Regions from separate parts of the Mus musculus genome. Here regions 2 and 3 are each linked to region 1. A link is a contact called in public Hi-C and HiChIP or PLAC-seq data. All regions are on one chromosome and are shown on one strand. The core of a region is the stretch at or near the end of the contact, and the rest is flanking DNA. Distances in the headings are between cores, read along the strand shown. Region 1 overlaps Shcbp1l (Shc SH2-domain binding protein 1-like). Region 2 holds the start of Dhx9 (DEAH (Asp-Glu-Ala-His) box polypeptide 9). Region 3 holds the start of E330020D12Rik (Riken cDNA E330020D12 gene).

Region 1 (3,632 bases), core at 1,020-3,519:
GTTCTTAAGTATTTCTCAGTTATTCAAAAAGGGTTAGCTTCATCAGGACCACTTTTTTTTGTTTTTGTTTTTGGAGACAGGATTTCTCTGTGTAGCCCTGGCTGTCCTGGAACTCACTTTGTAGACCTCAAACTCAGAAATCCGCCTGCCTCTGCCTGAGTGCTGTGATTAAAGGCGTGGGCCACCACGCCCGGCATCAGGACCACTTTTAACCATTCTTGCAGAGGTACAACCTAGCTACCAATTCAGTAGGTCTGGAGTAAAGCCTCAGAATTTGTACCCGTCAGTTTCCAAAGTGATGCTGAAATTACTTGTCACTAAAACATAAACCCACTGATCACCATGACACCTTAGAACAGCACAACACCGACACTGCCTGGTGGATGAGTGGAACTGCAGCATCCTGAAGGCCAGCGTGAGCAGAGCCAAGAAAGAAAGCAGAGGCAGGAGGATGGAAAGTAAATAGCAAGCAAAATCCAACAACAAACCCCTGCATATCCTTGAGCCTTATTCCACAGTATGGTTTAAACCAGATCCCTGCCAAGTTCCCTGTGTAGTATGTTCATGTTAACCTTTTACCTGAGACACATTTCTCTGTAATGAGTGAATACTCCATTATAATCACTGTTCTTAAAAGAAGTGGTTACTTGTAACGAGCATTCTAGTTTATTGGCAGCCTGTCCTTTTATCAAATCATGCTGTTTTATTGGCCTATTGTATTTTTTACCATATTGTCTGAATTTTTTTGTTTTGTTTTGTTTTCTAAGACAGGGTTTCCTGGCTGTCCTGGAACTTGCTCTGTAGACCAGGCTGGCCTCGAACTTAGTAATCTGCCTGCCTGCCTCTGACTCCCAAGTGCTGGGATTACAGGCATGCGTCACCACTGCCCGGCCTGAAATAATTTTCATGTTTGATCATGTTACAGACGTTAACAGGCTGCATCCCCTAGCTACAATGATTTATATCAGTTTAGGATAAAACATGAAAAAACCCTATACTTTTTCATTCACATGTGTACTAAGGTTGATGAATGTGAAGCTAACTGTTGTAGCTTTAAAGAACCCTGTTGACTCCAGAGTCAGTCTCAGTGCCATCTTAAGTTTGTTGTTTTTATACCAAATCACTGGACAGCTTATTTTCTCAAACAATTTAACAGGTTCTTCCAGCACCCAAACTGAAGATGACGAACAATCATATCTACAACAACAATGGCTATGGAGTGAGCATTCTTCAGCCATCGGAACAGTTCTTTATTGTAGCAGAAGCAGCTCTCAACAAAGGGGCTGCTTCAGGAGATAAGAAAGATGACAAAATGCTCTCCAAAGTCATGCAAACTCTGAATGTGGAAATGAACAACAACAGGATAGAAGCCAACTTAAAGGGGGATATTAGGATAGTCACCGGGTAAAGTGTCTGGATAGGTGTTCGTTCGTGTTTTATAGTTCAGGAATGTGATAAATGATTCTTGTATCTCAGAAATGGTTGTTTTAAATTCAAAGATTAAAATGTTTAAATGCTTGCTGTCTTTCAATTAGTGGTTTTAATGTGTTGGCTAAGATTCTAGCTTTATAAAGGTGAGTCATATGCCACAGAATTTACTCTAGAAAGCATAGCTAAGGGGCTGGGGATGTAGCTCAGAAGGTGAAGTACTGGCCTGGCATGTGAAAGCAAAGCCCTGGGTTCCAGCACCAGCGCCACAGAATCCCCACCCGAATGAAGAATGCCTATGATCCCAGTCCCAGGGAGATGGAGTTAGTGGCCAGCTTGAGCCATTTTTGGTAATTAGGTTCACCTGGATAATCCAGAATACCTCCCCATCCCAGAGACCTTAACCTAAACCACATAAGCAAACTGAACCTTGTCATAATAAAGTATGCTTCGACAGTTCCTGAGAACTAGGAACATTAATGTCTTTGACAACTATTTTTCCTACAACCTGTATTTTCTCAGCCAAGGGAATCTAAATTCAATGGGATGTTTCCTTGATAAGGACCAATACACAGCTTCTTTGTGTGCATACCAACCAGGGACAGAACCATGAGCCTTACAAGTACTAAGCACACATTCTACCATTTGTCACATTACTCCCTCTGAACTTGATAAGCATCCAAAAAAAAAAAAAAGAGGGCCTCAATTGAGTTGTAACAGCCCTGGCTATCCTAGAACCCCCTCACACTGTAGACCAGATTGGCTTGAACTCAAGAGATCCATCCACCTGCCTCTCTGCCTTGAGTGCTGTGATTAATGGTGTGCTCCACCACACCCAGCTACTCCCAGACAGGTGCTCCTGGATGTAGGGAAGGACTGAGCAAGGCAGTTTGCTTCAGTCCCTGCTAAGACTTCCTTCATAACCCTTTCCACCCCAAGATGCTTGACCAGCATAGCAACAGAAACCCTAAGGCACCCCGCTCCCGTAAGCCTTTGTATATACTCAAGATTCGAATTCACTCAGAAGGGTGTTTGTTTTTAAGACAGTGTTTCTCTGTGCAGTCCTGGCTATCCTGGAACTCACTCTGTAGACCAGGCTGGCCTCAAGTGCTGGGACTAAAGGCATGAGTCACCACTGCCCAGATCACACTGCCTTTTAAATGGCTTTTGAAACCCCCACCCACTCTTTAGCAACTCCACAAACTTTTGATGTTCTGGACAAAGGACTTAGCCACTAAGATTGTTACCAAGGTTCCCAGTCTTTCACACAGCTAAAACCTGAAGGATCACAAAGTCTGACAAATGCATTTGTCCCAGCCACAATTAAAAGGCATACAGATCCATCCTTGCACTTCCAAAAAGTGATTTATACCTAAAACCTTCAAATTCAGTAACTGTTTTAGAAGTCAAAAACAATTTTATTAGCACCAATCCAATGTGCTCTGTGACAATTGTGCTTGGATGTCTGCTGTCTGGACAGATCTGAAGATGACCCCATTCATATTCTCTTGATCTGTCCCCATGGTACCAAACTCCAGATTCTAATCTGAACATGGCTTCCAGAAACTGGTGTTTGTTTTCTGTGGTAAACTTTTAATCTGATAACCTCCTTTCAATTTCTTACTATAGGGTAGTAAGGCTACACTATATAATTAATGCTCATATTAAGAACAGCATGTTGGAGCCAGGCGTGGTGGCACACATTTAATCCCAGAATTTGGGAGGCGGAGGCAGGCAGATTTATGAATTTGAGGCCAGTCTGGTCTGCAGAGTGATGGCTCAGCAAGTAAGAGCACTGACTGCTCTTCCTAAAGTCCCAAATTCAAATCACAGCAACATCATGGTGGCTCACAACCATCCATGAGATCTGACCCCCTCTTCTGGTGTGGCAGAAGACAGCTACAGTGTACTTATGTATAATAAATAAACCTTAGGGCTGGAGCGAGCGGAGTTGACTGGAGCAAGCGGAGGTCCTAAAAATTCAATTCCCAACAACCACACGAAGGCTCACAACCATCTGTACAGCTACAGTGTACTCACATACATAAATCTTTTAAAAAAATGAAAGAAAAGCATGTTTAAGTGCAGTGAGATAATCTACTATGCAAGCTACTTAATCTAACTGGTGCTTAGACCTCCATCTCATGTGAAGAGATCACTGCTTTGAGACTGTGGCAATGACATCGACTAACATCCAAATCTGG
Region 2 (3,786 bases), core at 644-3,143, 34 kb after region 1:
AACCCATTTAATTTTAAACATTCATGCTAACTAAGTCCAAACAGATCGATACAGCCCTTAAGGCTCCAAAATTTACCCGAGGAAAATACTAATATTCCCATCTATAAACTAACTAGGCATCTCAGTAATAAATTTATACCTAAGTATATTCTTAGTTGCAACCCAACTTCACAATTGGAAATTCTAATCCGATCCCCAAAGATCTTTCACAGCTATTTCTTGAATCCTTAAAGTGGTGCTGATATCCTTAGTAGATTAGGAACTATTTAATCCTTAAACTGCCTATTGTACTGTTTGGTTTTACTTTTATTACTTTGAACTGAGGAAATTTAAGAAAACTGGAGAATAAAGAGTATAAATGGCCCCCTAGAAATACTCAGCGGTTAAGAGCACTGACTGCTCTTCCAGAGGTCCTGAGTTCAAATCCCAACAACCACATAGTGGCTCACAACCATCTGTAATGAGATGATGCCCTCTTCTGGTGTTTCCAAAGACAGCTACAGTGTAGTTATTTACATAAAATAGCAAGCTGGGCGTGGTAGCATACACCTTTAATCCCAGCACTTGGTAGGCAGTGGCAGGCGGATTTGAGTTCGAGGCCAGCCTGGTCTACAGAGTGAGTTCCAGGATAGCTGGAGCTATACAGAGGAAACCCTATCTCGAAAAACCAAAAAAACAAACAAAAACCCCACAACTTCTTTTACAGACCTAGAACTTATCCTCTTGTCGAGAGCCTAGATGGATGCCAAATTTTCCATCATGTCACATCTGCCCTGCTGTTTTGGCTCCAGAAATGCCTCCACTATTACTCGTTTGTTTTTCTACAGCTCCTCTCTCACTTGCCACCACTACCTGATACGTATACACGTATACTCGTATACACACACATATCGGAATAAATCAAATTTTGTTTTATGAGACAAGATTTCTATGTGTAGTAGCCCCGGACTCAAGAGATCGAACAATACCTTCCACCACCAAACCCCAGTGCTGGAATGAAAGGCTAGAGTCATGGCTCCCAATTTTGTGTTTTCATTCTTGCCACCCGGAAACAAATTCTTTCATCTCTTTTCGCACCCTCAGGTCACGTGGCCGGCCCTCCCTTCCTCCAGGAAGGTCTGGCCTTAGGCGTAACTGATCTCTCATTGCCCTTTGGAGCGGATACACTGTGCACCTCAAAGCCAGACTCAGGCTCGTGCACCCCTCAGACTGAGGCGCCCTCCCTTTCGACCGTTATCTACAGCGGGGCTATCCCGTTGCGCGGTGTAATTCCGCCATCACTTACTAAATCATGCATTCATTTTCCTACCACCTGCTCCTCATCCCGCCCCACCCAGCCATGCCCCGTCACCAGTGCGGAGCGGGAGGACCTGCAGCGAAGCCCCGGACCCCAAAGCGGGCACCCCCACGGGGCCCGGGTGTCCCGGATTAGAACCGCGGACGACCCCCCACCACCACGCGCCGGGTGGCGTCGAGCCGCTACCCCTACACGCAACTGATTACAGACACCCGCCGCCCGTCAGGCCGAGTGAGGAAGAGGCCTCCGAGAGCGGCCAGTCTGTGCAAGGAACCCCAGGGCCTAGGGCCACGGGAGCTCCGCTGCGCGAGGCGCCCACGGCCCGTAAATCCGGGTACCCGCCGCGCTGCCCCTCCCCCACACGCTCGCCCGCCCGCGCCTCACAACAAAGCCACGGCTGAGCCGCGGAGGCCGGCGTCGGCCCGCAGCAATGAGCCCGCGTCCGGGGCCGCAACGCCCCCTTTCTTACCCTCCTCCGCTTTTCCGTGCCCGAGAGCACAGCCTTCTTAGGCGAGTTCGCAGCGCCAACCTTCCACGAGAACGGCGAAAGAACACACCTCACCCGCATGGAAGCAGCGGCGAAATGGCTCCGACTGCAGGACCCAGGGGGCGGAGTCGGCGACTCGCGCCTGCGCGGTAGGCCAACTCCGGAGCCAGCACGCCCCGAGGGGGCGGGGCTTGAACCACTTCCGGGCGCCAAACCTGAGGTCGCGCGAGATCTGCTGGCCTAGGCCCATAATTTCCTGTCAGTCGCTAACCAGCTTGGTTTCTGGAAGTTATGTCTCCTTGCCTTTGTCTTTGTAGAGCAAGCTAGCCCACCACTTAACGCAGTCCACTTGCCTCCACCTCTGAAGGCAAAATTTAGAGACATGCCACCATGGATCTCCTTTTTGATAGTTTATCTTACGTAAGGGCAGTGTTACAGGATTAATCCTTTCAGAGTTTATCAGAATAGCCACTTTAAAATATGCCAAAGCAATGTATTTATGGGTGCTGTATGTTAAAATACAAGGACTGAAGTATTTCTGCTTCATCAAAATGCTGCAGGCAGCCGGGCAGTAGTGGCGCATGCCTTTAATCCCAGCACTTGGGAGGCAGAGGCAGGCAGATTTCTGAGTTCGAGGCCAGCCTGGTCTACAAAGTGAGTTCCAGGACAGCCAAGCCTACACAGAGAAACCCTGTCTCGAAAAACCAAAAGAAAAAGAAAAAAGAAAAGAAATAAAATGCTGCAGGCAGTGTGTAGCATGGTGGCACTTGCCTCCAGTCACAGCACCCAGGAAACAGAGACTGACAGACCTCCGTAAGTTCAAAACAGTCTGGTCTATGTTTAAGGAAGGCCAGGGCAACATAATGAGATCCTGTCTAAACAGCAAAGGAACAAAAACCTTAGAAGTTAAAAGCACTTGTTGCTCTTGTGGAAGGCTTGGATTCAGTTCTCAATCACACAGTGGCTCACACACAACCATAACCTCCATTCCAGGGGACCCAGCAGGTACAACCATGGTGCACTGACCTACAGGCCATAAGACATAAAGTAAAATGAATCTAAGACAAGAAAGAGAGCCCTGGCTTATTGGTTTATTGCCAGGGGTGGTGGTATATGCCATTAATCCCATTGTAGTAAAACCCATTACCCCACCAAAAAGAAAACCCTAGCTCAAGACACAACTTCTCCACTTACCTTTTGGCTGGGGAGAGGGACGAGGGACTCTTTTTTTTTTTTTTTTTTTTTTTCCAAGACAGGGTTTCTTTGTGTAGCCCTGGCTATCCTGGATTTGTAAACCAGGCTGTCCTGGGACTCACAGAGATCTGTCTGCCTCTGCCCCACCCCTCACCCCTCAGGCTGGGATTAAAGGCATGCTCCCAATTATCTCAAAATCCTGTGTTTTGTTTAGCTTCAAGTGAGAAGACTCTTGAGTTTAATACTTGTTTTGAGGGGTGTTGTATTTTTGAAGTACTGAAGAGTAACTCAAGGTTACCCTACTACTAAGCTACACTCAAGCCCAGCATCCCCAACCTAGTTGTCTGTTTGTTGTTGTTTTGTGAAAACTAGCATGCCTCAAGCCCCGATTTGATCTCCACCCATGCGAACAGAATTATGGAAACTTCCAAAGGAGAACGGTGTTTAAAACTCCTCAGGCCAGAGGGTGAGTGCAGCCCTCTGCTGGTCGGCTTGCCTAGTGTGCAGAGACAAGGGAGTCAGCGCAGAACACACAGACTGACAGAAATTTCACTTCTGCTACTTTCACCAACCCTTTCTCTATTTTAAGGACCTGCCTCCTTCACACGGTGTTCTAAATTCTACAGGGCCCCTGTGGGGTGGCTTCTTCCTCTCTGCTCATGTGACTTTGTCTGAAAATAAAAATGCAGATCTTGACCCCGGGTGATCCAGCTTCCAAACTTTCCAAAGCCCGCAGAGAAAAAAAGACTTGGCCCATTGAGAGGATCTTCTTTTTTTATTTTTATTTTTTAAAGATTTATTTTATTAT
Region 3 (3,483 bases), core at 698-3,197, 39 kb before region 1:
AGATCCCCAGAGCCCAAGGGAAATGCCAGGTGGGTAAGGTGGCACACCTACAGTTCCAGCTCTCGGAAGGAGGAGACAGGGGATCCTGGGGACACGTTGGCTATCTAGACTTCCATCCTGGTGAGCTTAGGTTCAGGGGAGAACCCGTATCTCAAAGAATAGCATAGACAGCAATGGACGAGGAGCCCTGACATCAGCCTTAGTCTTCAGGGCACTCACACTCACGGACACACATGCCAGTGCACACACACACACACACAAACATGCATGCATGTCCCACATCCATTAATAAGATGAGAAATGCCTATTTAGGATCCATAGTCTACATCTATAGCATATAGTGACAGCAAGTGTTGATGTGAAATGAAAGCTATTATTGTATTTCTTAAAGATTTATTGATTTATGTATGTATTTACTTATTTACTTCTTTATTTATTATATGTATATATGAGTACACTGTAGCTGTACTGATGGTTGTGAGCCATCATGTGGTTGCTGGGAATTTGAATTCAGGGACCCACTCTACAGTCTGCCCCGCTTGCTCTGGCCTAAAGATTTACTTATTATTTTATCTGAGCACACTGTAGCTGACTTCAGACGCACCACAAGAGAGTGTCAGATCTTATTATGGATGGTTGTGAGCCACACTGTGGCTACTGGAATTTGGAGTTTGAACTCAGGACCTTCAGAAGAGCAGTCAGTGCTCTTAACTGCCGAGCCTTCTCTTCAGCCCATATCAGAGTTTTTATAGTCATGTGACATCCAACTTTCTGTTTTGCAAATAATGCACAAAATGCCAAGATGAAACCAACTAAAGACTGAAACAGAGCTCCCAGTCTGAATTTCAGTGCACATGTACAGACATGAACACTGTCTGCATATAGTGTGTCTTCCTGCATGCCTGCTGCATTGCTGAAGGGTCTTATTCACAGTGAGAACTGCTGTACCCAATGGATACAATGAGCACTGTGTACAAAAGGGTGGTCAACTGATCCACCAGAACAAAGACCCAGCTTTCCTTCCTCGCCTCTGCCAGGGTGGCACAGTAAGAAATGAATTTCCCAAAGCCTCAATTCCCTCAATAGAGTAGCTATTGCTATTTCCAAGTGCTCTGACTGCCCAGAACAAGTGTCAGTGTATCCGTGAGAGCAGCTCATGCCGTTCTCTGTCTGTGAGAACAGCCACCCACTCAGTCCCCTTCCCCTTCTCAGCGGCCTGTATTTACCACCAGAGTAGATGACAACAGAGACTGCATTTACTATCATTTATTTTTTATTTTTTAAAGATTAATTTATTTAATAAATGTGAGTGCATTCTCGCTGTTGCTGTCTGCAGACACACCAGAAGATGTTATCAGACGCCGTTACAGATGGTTGTGAGCCACCATGTGGTTGCTGGGATTTGCACTCATGATGTCTGGAACTGCAGTCCGTGCTCTTAATCGCTGAGCCATCTCCCCAGGCCCCAATATATTTTATTGTTTTTATTTTATGCACATTGGTATGGTTTCGTCTTCACATACGTCTGGGTTAGGCTGTCAGATCTTAGAGTTTTAGACAATTGTTAACACACACTTGTAACAGATATTGAAATATGCGGTAATTGAAGATAAATCTTCAAATGAAAAGATGCAGATATTGAAATATGCGGTAATTGAAGATAAATCTTCAAATGAAAAGATGCAGATATTGAAATATGCGGTAATTGAAGATAAATCTTCAAATGAAAAGATGAAAGAAATCCATAAGTATTCTTCCCAAATCATCATTGTAAAACACAGAAAAATGCCAGGAAGCTGCACTATAAGGACACTATATAGAAACATCTTGTAAATGCCAGAGGCACTTGTTGCGCTCACCTCGTCCAGCAAGAAAAACGCAACACGGTCCGATTCTTCTCAACAGCCTTCTTTATCTCAGGAACACCTCGATGCTGCTACGGGAACTCCGGAAACCCAGGGAGGACAGCTTATATACACCCCAGCACTGGGGAGAGCTATGTGTCCTCCTGGGATTGGTCAGTCTGCTGCCCCTTTGATTTGTATGCACCCGCTCGGGAGGGGTTGGCGCCAGATTTGGGCTAGCACCTGCGCAGTGGCATTGTTTATGGCGACAGTGTACAGGAGGCCGGCGCCATCTTTTAGGCGCCCGGCTGCCTACAGGCACTGACAAATGCTTACTTGACTTATCCTCTGGGCTCTGGGCCAGTCGAAATGAGCCTCCCTGTGTGGAGTTTTGTGGTGGCTGTCCGGAGTGTGTCTCCTCTTGTCTCTCTAACTCCAAGTCCCAGCCCACGTGAACTCACTTCTGCTTTTATAACACTCGACTGAGTATGACTATCCTGTAGCCAGTCACTGTCAATCATTTTGGTAAATACATCTCTTTTCATAGCATAACAACCTCGTTCCATTTCCTTTTGTAAAACACCTTCGCCGTTTCTGGTACATACTCAAAAGCTTACAACTGTATTTCAGCCCTACTCAAAAACCTACCACATTTCATTTCCAATACTCAGCACTCCCAATGTTCATCAGAGTTTGTCTGTGCCTTTCCAGTCTCCTAGCAACAATCCCTAGAGATAAGGAAGGTTCTGGAGCAGGGATGAGTTTGAGAGCGATAGGTTTTGTTTGTTTGTTTTATGACATTTATTTATTTATTCATTTATTTATATAGCTCGGGTCTGTTTATATAACCCTGGCTCTTCCGGAACTTGCTATGTAGTCCAAGCTGGCCTTGAATTCAGAGATCCACCTGACTCTGCCTCTCAAGTGCTGGGATTGATGAGATGTCCCACTATGCCTGGCCTAAAATAATTTTATTCATGTTGTCTATGTGTAGATACGCTCTCCTTAGCACACAAGTGTCTGTCAGAGGATCATTTTCAGTTCCCTTTCTACCACGTGACCCTCAAAGATCACAAGCAGGCCCTCTGGCTGGGTGTGGCCAGTAACTTTACCAACTGCGGTATAGCAATGGTCCCTACATCTATCCTGCCCCCTGCCCCCAAGATACACTGCTCTCCTCTCAATCCATGTTTTTCTCTTCTTGTTTTATAAATATGTGCCAAGCAACCCATGCATTTTCACATACAATTCGATACCTAAGCAACCAAGTCATAAGCTAATGTCACCTTTAGAAAGATTTGCATTTGGGGGTGGGGGGTGGGGTTCAAGACAGTGTTTCTCTGCATAGCTCTGGCTGTCCTGGAACTCACTTTGTAGACCAGGCTGGCCTCGAACACAGAAATCCGCCTGCCTCTGCCTTCCAAGTGCTGGGATTAAAGGCATGTGCCACCATGTCCGGCTCAAGATTTGCCTTTGTTTGGAAATAATAGCAGACCACATTGCTGTCTAAAAATAACTCGGTTTCTCTCACTGATATATTTGACCCTTCTGAAAAAAGAAAATAAGCTCTCTCCTTTACTCTTTTAACATGGGAAGACATTTGTTTGTTTGTTTGTTTGTTTTTCCCGTCTGTGAAGTT

What was found. A called contact is a pair of places that touch in the nucleus more often than the background predicts. HiChIP or PLAC-seq counts read pairs in DNA pulled down with a chosen protein or histone mark.
Region 2: a contact with region 1 is called in a Hi-C map of embryonic stem cells, with 2.3 times the contacts expected there. The contact joins the promoter of Dhx9 here to the enhancer-like site in region 1. A contact is called at or near these places in 2 of 39 promoter capture datasets (embryonic stem cells and macrophages), 2 of 15 datasets of contacts at CTCF or cohesin (the NIH/3T3 cell line and pro-B cells), 136 of 484 Hi-C or Micro-C datasets (the 63-12 cell line, B cells, the Ba/F3 cell line and 76 more), 13 of 115 datasets of contacts at active chromatin or transcription factors (CD8 T cells, the HPC-7 cell line, the SCID.adh cell line and 5 more) and 4 of 9 other capture datasets (adipose tissue, embryonic stem cells, liver and 1 more).
Region 3: an H3K27ac HiChIP or PLAC-seq map of embryonic stem cells shows a contact between it and region 1, with 7 read pairs. The contact joins the promoter of E330020D12Rik here to the enhancer-like site in region 1. A contact is called at or near these places in 13 of 39 promoter capture datasets (the 3T3-L1 cell line, 3T3-L1-derived adipocytes, the C10 cell line and 7 more), 3 of 15 datasets of contacts at CTCF or cohesin (the G1E-ER4 cell line, large pre-B cells and pro-B cells), 32 of 484 Hi-C or Micro-C datasets (the 63-12 cell line, B cells, the Ba/F3 cell line and 17 more), 11 of 115 datasets of contacts at active chromatin or transcription factors (the 230-238 cell line, the HPC-7 cell line, bone marrow-derived dendritic cells and 4 more) and 3 of 9 other capture datasets (adipose tissue, embryonic stem cells and liver).

Annotation. Positions count from the first base shown.
Region 1 is chr1:153,451,057-153,454,688 of GRCm38.p6, forward strand. It overlaps Shcbp1l (Shc SH2-domain binding protein 1-like), which reads left to right. Exons shown (of 10, transcript NM_001033162.2): 10 at 1,157-1,518. The coding sequence ends at 1,408. Among named protein-coding and RNA genes, the nearest start is that of n-TIaat13, 5.8 kb to the right of the region's middle. Within about 2 kb of position 2,270, at least 17 of the 459 cell types and tissues checked have an H3K27ac peak or open chromatin away from gene starts, as enhancers often do. A contact at or near this core is called in embryonic stem cells, reprogramming fibroblasts, stem cell-derived epiblast-like cells and 1 more, where this site is marked.
Region 2 is chr1:153,485,767-153,489,552 of GRCm38.p6, forward strand. It overlaps Dhx9 (DEAH (Asp-Glu-Ala-His) box polypeptide 9), which reads right to left and starts at 1,894. Exons shown (of 28, transcript NM_007842.2): 1 at 1,767-1,894.
Region 3 is chr1:153,412,286-153,415,768 of GRCm38.p6, forward strand. It overlaps E330020D12Rik (Riken cDNA E330020D12 gene), which reads right to left and starts at 1,948. Exons shown (of 4, transcript NR_033736.1): 1 at 1,860-1,948.